Linked DNA regions of Anser cygnoides: region 2 is linked to region 1. Evidence: chromatin contacts called from public Hi-C data. All regions are on one chromosome and are shown on one strand. Each heading gives the region's core, a stretch centred on a gene start, on an enhancer-like site or on the middle of the called end of the contact. The rest is flanking DNA. Distances are from core to core; before and after follow the strand shown.

The links. A called contact is a pair of places that touch in the nucleus more often than the background predicts.
Region 2: a Hi-C map of liver shows a contact between it and region 1, with 5 times the contacts expected there. The contact joins the promoter of BTG2 here to the promoter of PRICKLE4 in region 1. A contact is called at or near these places in 3 of 7 Hi-C or Micro-C datasets (blood and liver).

The regions. Positions count from the first base shown.
Region 1 is chr25:3,529,370-3,532,314 of Taihu_goose_T2T_genome, forward strand. It overlaps PRICKLE4 (prickle planar cell polarity protein 4), which reads left to right and starts at 1,542. Exons shown (of 8, transcript XM_048071186.2): 1 at 1,542-1,678.
Region 2 is chr25:3,688,425-3,691,124 of Taihu_goose_T2T_genome, forward strand. BTG2 (BTG anti-proliferation factor 2) reads left to right here and starts at 1,292. Exons shown (of 2, transcript XM_048071182.2): 1 at 1,292-1,652. The coding sequence starts at 1,490. It overlaps LOC125183606 (a long non-coding RNA gene), which reads right to left and starts at 926. Exons shown (of 2, transcript XR_007165894.2): 1 at 1-926.

The DNA.
Region 1 (2,945 bases), core at 292-2,791:
GAGATTATAGGGGGCAATAGGGGCTTATAGGAGCATAATAGGGGCTTATAGGGGGCAGTAGGGACTTATAGAGGGCAACAGGGTCTTATGGGGGCATAACAGGGGCTTACACAGGAGTAATAGGGGCTTACGGGGAGCAATAGGGGCTTACGGGGGGGTTAATATGGGACATTAGGGCAGGAGAGGGTTCGGGGGGGTCAGTGGGGCAGGGGAGCGCAGGGCAGCACAATGCAGCACGGTTTCACGTCCCCGCAGCACCCCGCACCGTGGCTCTCCCACCAAACCCCCCCGGCTCGGGGCCGGCAGCCCCCCCCCCGTCACAGCCCGCACCCACGGGCACCTCGTGGCGCCCCCAGGGCCGGGGCCTGGCTGGAGCTGGAGCCGAGGCCGCGTCCCCTTGCGCTGCTAACGAGGACTTTGCTCGTTAGCGCGGAGGGCGCAGGCAGGGGCAGCCGCGGGGGCCCCCCCGTGCAAAGTCCACCAACAGGCGCGATAAAGCCGTGACCAGCGTGGCCCCAAACGGCACATCGACCTCCCCGGCACGGAGCTGGGACCTCGCCGGGTGCCCAGGGGGCTGCGAGGCGCCCCCCCAGCCCCATCCCCTTTTTCCCTGCTGCTTTCCCAGCCCCGGGGGACTTCACAGAGACACAAAACCCAAAAACGCTGTGGGACAGCACCAGAACCCCACACCACCACCTCCCTGCGCCCAGCCCGCAGCACCGCCGGCGTGCCGCGGAGCCTGGCCACATCTCCGGACAATTTTCCATCAATTTTCCATCAATTTACTGATTCCCAGCACGGCCCCAAAACGCAGCCCAGCTCCTGGGCCACGGTGCCTGGTCCTGACCCCACAGAGGGGCTGCGGTGCCTGCGCCCACCCCCGGGGTCCCAGGAGCAGGCAGGGAAAGCTCGGGGTGCATGGAAAGGCAGAAGGACAACGAAGAGGCTCAGCCTCATAGACAGGCTGATAAATCTCGCCCCGCTCCTTGCCCGGGTGCCGTGGGTGCAGCCGAAGCCGTGCAAATGGCTTTTGGAGACGTCAGGTGTCCCAGGCCTGAGAAGAAAACTGGGACGTGTCGGCTCGCCTCCGGCTAAGCCCTTTGTGAGAGCCCAGCCAAAGGGTTCCCCCGCCCCGAAATTGGGCTGTCACGCCGCTTCCCCTCTTTCATGAAGCTCCGGCTCTTTCTGATGTAGGCAGGAAAATAAAATCGCCGCGCAGCATAAAAGCCACCCGAACGGCAACCCGGGGTGAACCGAGCCGCGGAGGGAGGGGAGGGCGCGGACGCTCGGAAAATGAGAGGTGGGGAGGAAAACAGATGTCATCTGCAGCTCGCTGCCCTGTAGGGTTAACCTCCCCCCCACCCTCCAAGCCTTTGCTCTTCCCCTCCCCGCCCGCTGCTCTGATTCCCTGCCATTGGCTGCCTCTGTAGGTTTAGGCTAAAAAGCCTGTAATTAGGACCCCAGCTGACACAGATCCAGTTTCCTGGGCAGGCAGATTAAAAAAAAAAAAAAAAAAAGAGAAAGAAAAAAATTAGTTTCCCTCGCTCGGCTTGGATGTTTTCCTTTCGCTTTGCGAAGTTTGCCCAGCCCAGGCTCCCTTCCCTCGCCTGCGTCGGAGCCGCTCGGGTGCTCGGGGCTGGACGGGACGGCGGAGCCCAGCGCGGTGGGGAAGGGGCAGGTAGGTGGGCAGGGGTCCCTCGGGGCGGGGAAGGGGCAGGTGGGGTGGGCAGGGGTCCCTCGGGGTGGTTCTTCCCCATATGGGGGCTGAGGGAGCCGGGGCTGGAGGAGAAAACCCTCGGGAATGAGGGGAAATGGGACGATTTCCCCATCCGGGAATTGTTGCGCGGGGAAAGGCAAGGTGGAAGAGCCGGGAGAGGGAGGGGGATTTTTCGGCTGGTTCCTCTCCGGGAAAAACAGGCGGCGGGCAGCAGAGCGCTCCCTCCGCCCCTGCGGTCTTTGTCTTTGGGGGAAACGGCCCCGGAGAGCGCGCGGCGTCCCTCGAGAGCAGGAGACGGTGGCGATGGAGCCACCAAGGCGCCGCCGTACCCGGGGCTGCAGCCCGCAGGTGCAGGGGGCTGTGGGCTGCCCCCTCCCTCGCCCCGAGGAGCCGCGGGGGGCACGGGCCCTGCCGGCACCAAACCCACCGAGGGTCCCCACAGGGGGGCTTCGATGTCCTCTGACGGGGCTTGGGGGGAGCGGGGTGGTTTGGGGCCGGCGATGGAGCTTTCCGCTGATGGCGCTGGGCTGCGATGGCACCGCCAGGATGAAACCCACTCGGTGCAGGGAGCGCGGTGCCGGGCTCGGTTTGTCCCTGCCGACACAGGAGCGAGTGCGTTGCAGCGGGTTAATGGGTTACTCACTGCTCCCTGCTGAGCCGGGACAGAGAAAAATGCGCTAAGAACCCCCCCTGCAGCACCAGCGCTTCCCCCTGTGAGCAAACAAGCCACCCAGCGGGAGCCCCTCCGGTCACTTGGATGGCACCGCGCCGCATGGCCAGGCAGCAGAGGTCCCTGTGATTTGTGCCACAGCACCTCGGCTGCGCGCTGGCCCTGTCCCTCCGCACCGCTGGCCCTGGGGACAGCCGTGCCAGGCACCCAGGCACCGATCCTGCTTCTGCCATCGCAGGTGACTTTGGGGGACAGGCCCCAGCTCGGGCAGCCCGGCCTCGGTTGCTCTGCAGGACGAGCTGCTCCGGCTCGCCTTGCCAGACCTCAGCTTTATCTCAGCCCCAACGCGTCTCCACGGCTCTCCAGCTTCATTTCCACGCACCTCCGCTGCAGCTGTGTTGACGGGAGCTAAAGCAAAAACAGGTTATGGTGGGGGTGAGGCGCGCGCACGGAGCCGTGCCAGGGTTTTGGGGCGCTTGAAAGGGGATCCGGTCTTTTTGGCGATGGCCAGCAGATGCTTTTCCTCGGGGCTGGGGAGCCGGGGAGTGTTTGGTGGAA
Region 2 (2,700 bases), core at 42-2,541, 160 kb after region 1:
CTGCCTCGGCTTGCTCGCCCCGCTCCGTGACGGGACACGTCCTGGCGCTGCAGCCACCTCCTCCTGCTCTCCTGGGGCCCTCGCTCCTCGCCTCGAATGCTCCCTGGGCAGGAGGACAAAGGCGGGTGTTGTAGTGTCCCCCTCGCCCCCCGGGGTGATGCTGAGTTCTCCCTGCCTGTTTTGGGGATCTCCGGAAAGGCTTTGGCCTTGCCCAGAGCTGGTGATGAGGGCACAAGGACCCACGATGCGTCTCGGGGGACTTTGGGCGATGGAAACCTGCCTGCGCGCCCCTGGGGAGGTGCAGTGCCCCGTGGCGGGTGGCACCCCCGACCTGACTGAGGGCAAGGGGGCAGAGGGGACAGAGGTGGGGACTGTCACAGCTGGCAGAGCCGTGGTGACCCAGCCCAGAAGTGGCACCAAGAGAGCCCCGGTGCTGAGCCAGGGTCCTGGGGACCACCAGGACCCCTCATGCCAGCCCCGTCCCGTGGTGCCACTGGGCTCCGGGGATCCCTTTGTGGGGGTGACCTGTGCCTGGGGGTCTGTGTCCATGTCCACGAAGGCACCTGATGGTGGGCAGGGGAGGAAGCCTGGCACCGGTGGTCCCACTCCCCCAGGCTGTGGGGCCGGGGTCCCGCACAGCACCCAGCACCCCCGCTCCATGGGGTGCACAGCACCCAAGGGCGCCTGGCACCCAAGGGGAGCTTGGCACCACCTCCCCCAGCACCACGAAGGACACCAGGACCCGGGGTGCCCTCCACCGCTAGGGACAGCCCGGGGGGGGCCCTGCCCGACCCCTTTCTCCCAAGGGACCCCCCAAAAAAACCCTCCTGGTGCCCCGGGGCTGGGAGGGGAGGGGGGCTCTGCTTGGGGCGGGGGGGGGGCGGCGGGGCCCGATCCCGGTCCTGATCCTGATCCCGATCCCGGTCCTGGTCTCGATGGTCCAGATCCCGGTCCTGGTCTTGATCCAGATCCAGATCCAGATCCCGGTCCTGATCCCGATCCCGGTCCCGATCCCGGTCCTGGTCTCGATCCAGATCCAGATCCAGATCCTGGTCTTGATCCAGATCCAGATCCAGATCCCGATCCCGGTCCCGATCCCGGTCCCTTCCCCCCCCCCCCCCCCCCCCCCCCGCTGACTGCCCCCCCCCCCCCCCCCCCCCGTGCTGACGTCACTCCTTCCAGGGCGCTGAGCTCAGGCGCTATTTGCATACCGCCGCCCGCCCCGGCCAATGGCAGCCGCCGCGCCGGTGACGCCTCCCCGCGCCGCTCGCTATAAGCGCGGCGCCGAGCCCGCGGCCCCCGGGAACCGAACCGGGACGAGCGGGGCCGGGACGGGCCGGGAGCAGCCGGGACCCCCGGGCCGAGCCGAGCCGAGCCGGGACCCTCCGAACCGGGGCCGGGCTGAGCAGAGCGGAACCGAGCCGGGACCCCCAAGCCGGGCTGATCTGAGCCGAACCGGGACACCGGACTGCCCCCCCACCGGACAGCCATGAGCCCCCGGCGCTGCCCCCCTCGGCCCGAGATGCGGCCCGAGATGCTGCCCGAGATCGCCGCCGCCGTCGGGTTCGTCTCCGGCCTCCTGCGGACGCGGGGCTGCGTCAGCGAGCAGCAGCTGCAGGTCTTCGGCGGGGCGCTGCGGGAGGCGCTGGCAGGTGAGAGCCCCCCCCGGGGCGATCCGAGCCCCCCCCGGGGCGATCCGAGCCCCCCTCCGGGGCTCTTCTCTTCGGCAGGACCCGGAGCCCCCTCGGGGGTCTTGCCCCGCGGCCGTCGTGTTGCTGCCCCGACCCGGTGTCCTCTCTCCGGGGACGTGTAGGGGCCGGCACCCACCCGTGTTCCTTTGGCTCCCAGCCGTGTGCCCCGTGGTGCTGGGTGCCTGTTTGTGCCCTGCATGGTGCCCGTCCCTGTCCCTTTGGGGGCTGGCACCCATCCATGTACCTTTCCCAGCACCCACCTGTGCCCCCTTGGGTGCTGGGTGTTGTTTGTGCCTTGCCTGGGTGCCCACCCGTGACCCCCTGGGGCTGGCACCCACCCACGTCCCCCACCCGTGTCACTGTGGGGTCCTGGGTGAGCAGCTGCTGCTTCCCCAGAAGTGAGGAGCTGGACCCCAGCTGAGGGTTTGTGTCTCTTCCCCAGGTTGCACCCCATAGCCTTGACTGGGGTGGCCCCAGGCTGGTTTCTGTGCCTTATCCCTATGAGCGGTGCCCCAGCCCTGTGTCGGTGGGGTTTCGGTGCCCCCCACGCCCCCATCCGGTGCCCAGCACTAGCTGGGTGGTGCGGGCGTCCCCTCCCAGCCTAACACAGCCTTTGTGTTATCAGCCCCGAGACGGGATGGTTTGTTCGGTGAGATAAGGGGCAGCGACCTGCCCCTGGAGTCGCAGACAGACCTGGAGGCTGCTCCCTGACCGTGGTGGGGTGGTGCCGCTGATATTGTATATCTCCCCCCCCCACCCCAAGTGGCTGGGGTGAGGTTTTGGGGTCCTGTCTGCAGCCCCCGTGGCACTGTCCTGCTGGGGGTTTTAGGACCTGAAGAGCAACATCCCCGTGCCTGGGAGCAAGCAGCAGCCAACCAGCCAAACTCTGCCCTGGCGTCCCTGATGGAGGCAGCCGAAGGAGGACTCGCTTCCCTCTGCCTTTGTGGGACCCCCATTGGGACTGCAGCGGGACACGGACCTCGCGGCGGCTGCACGCCCGCTCACCGCT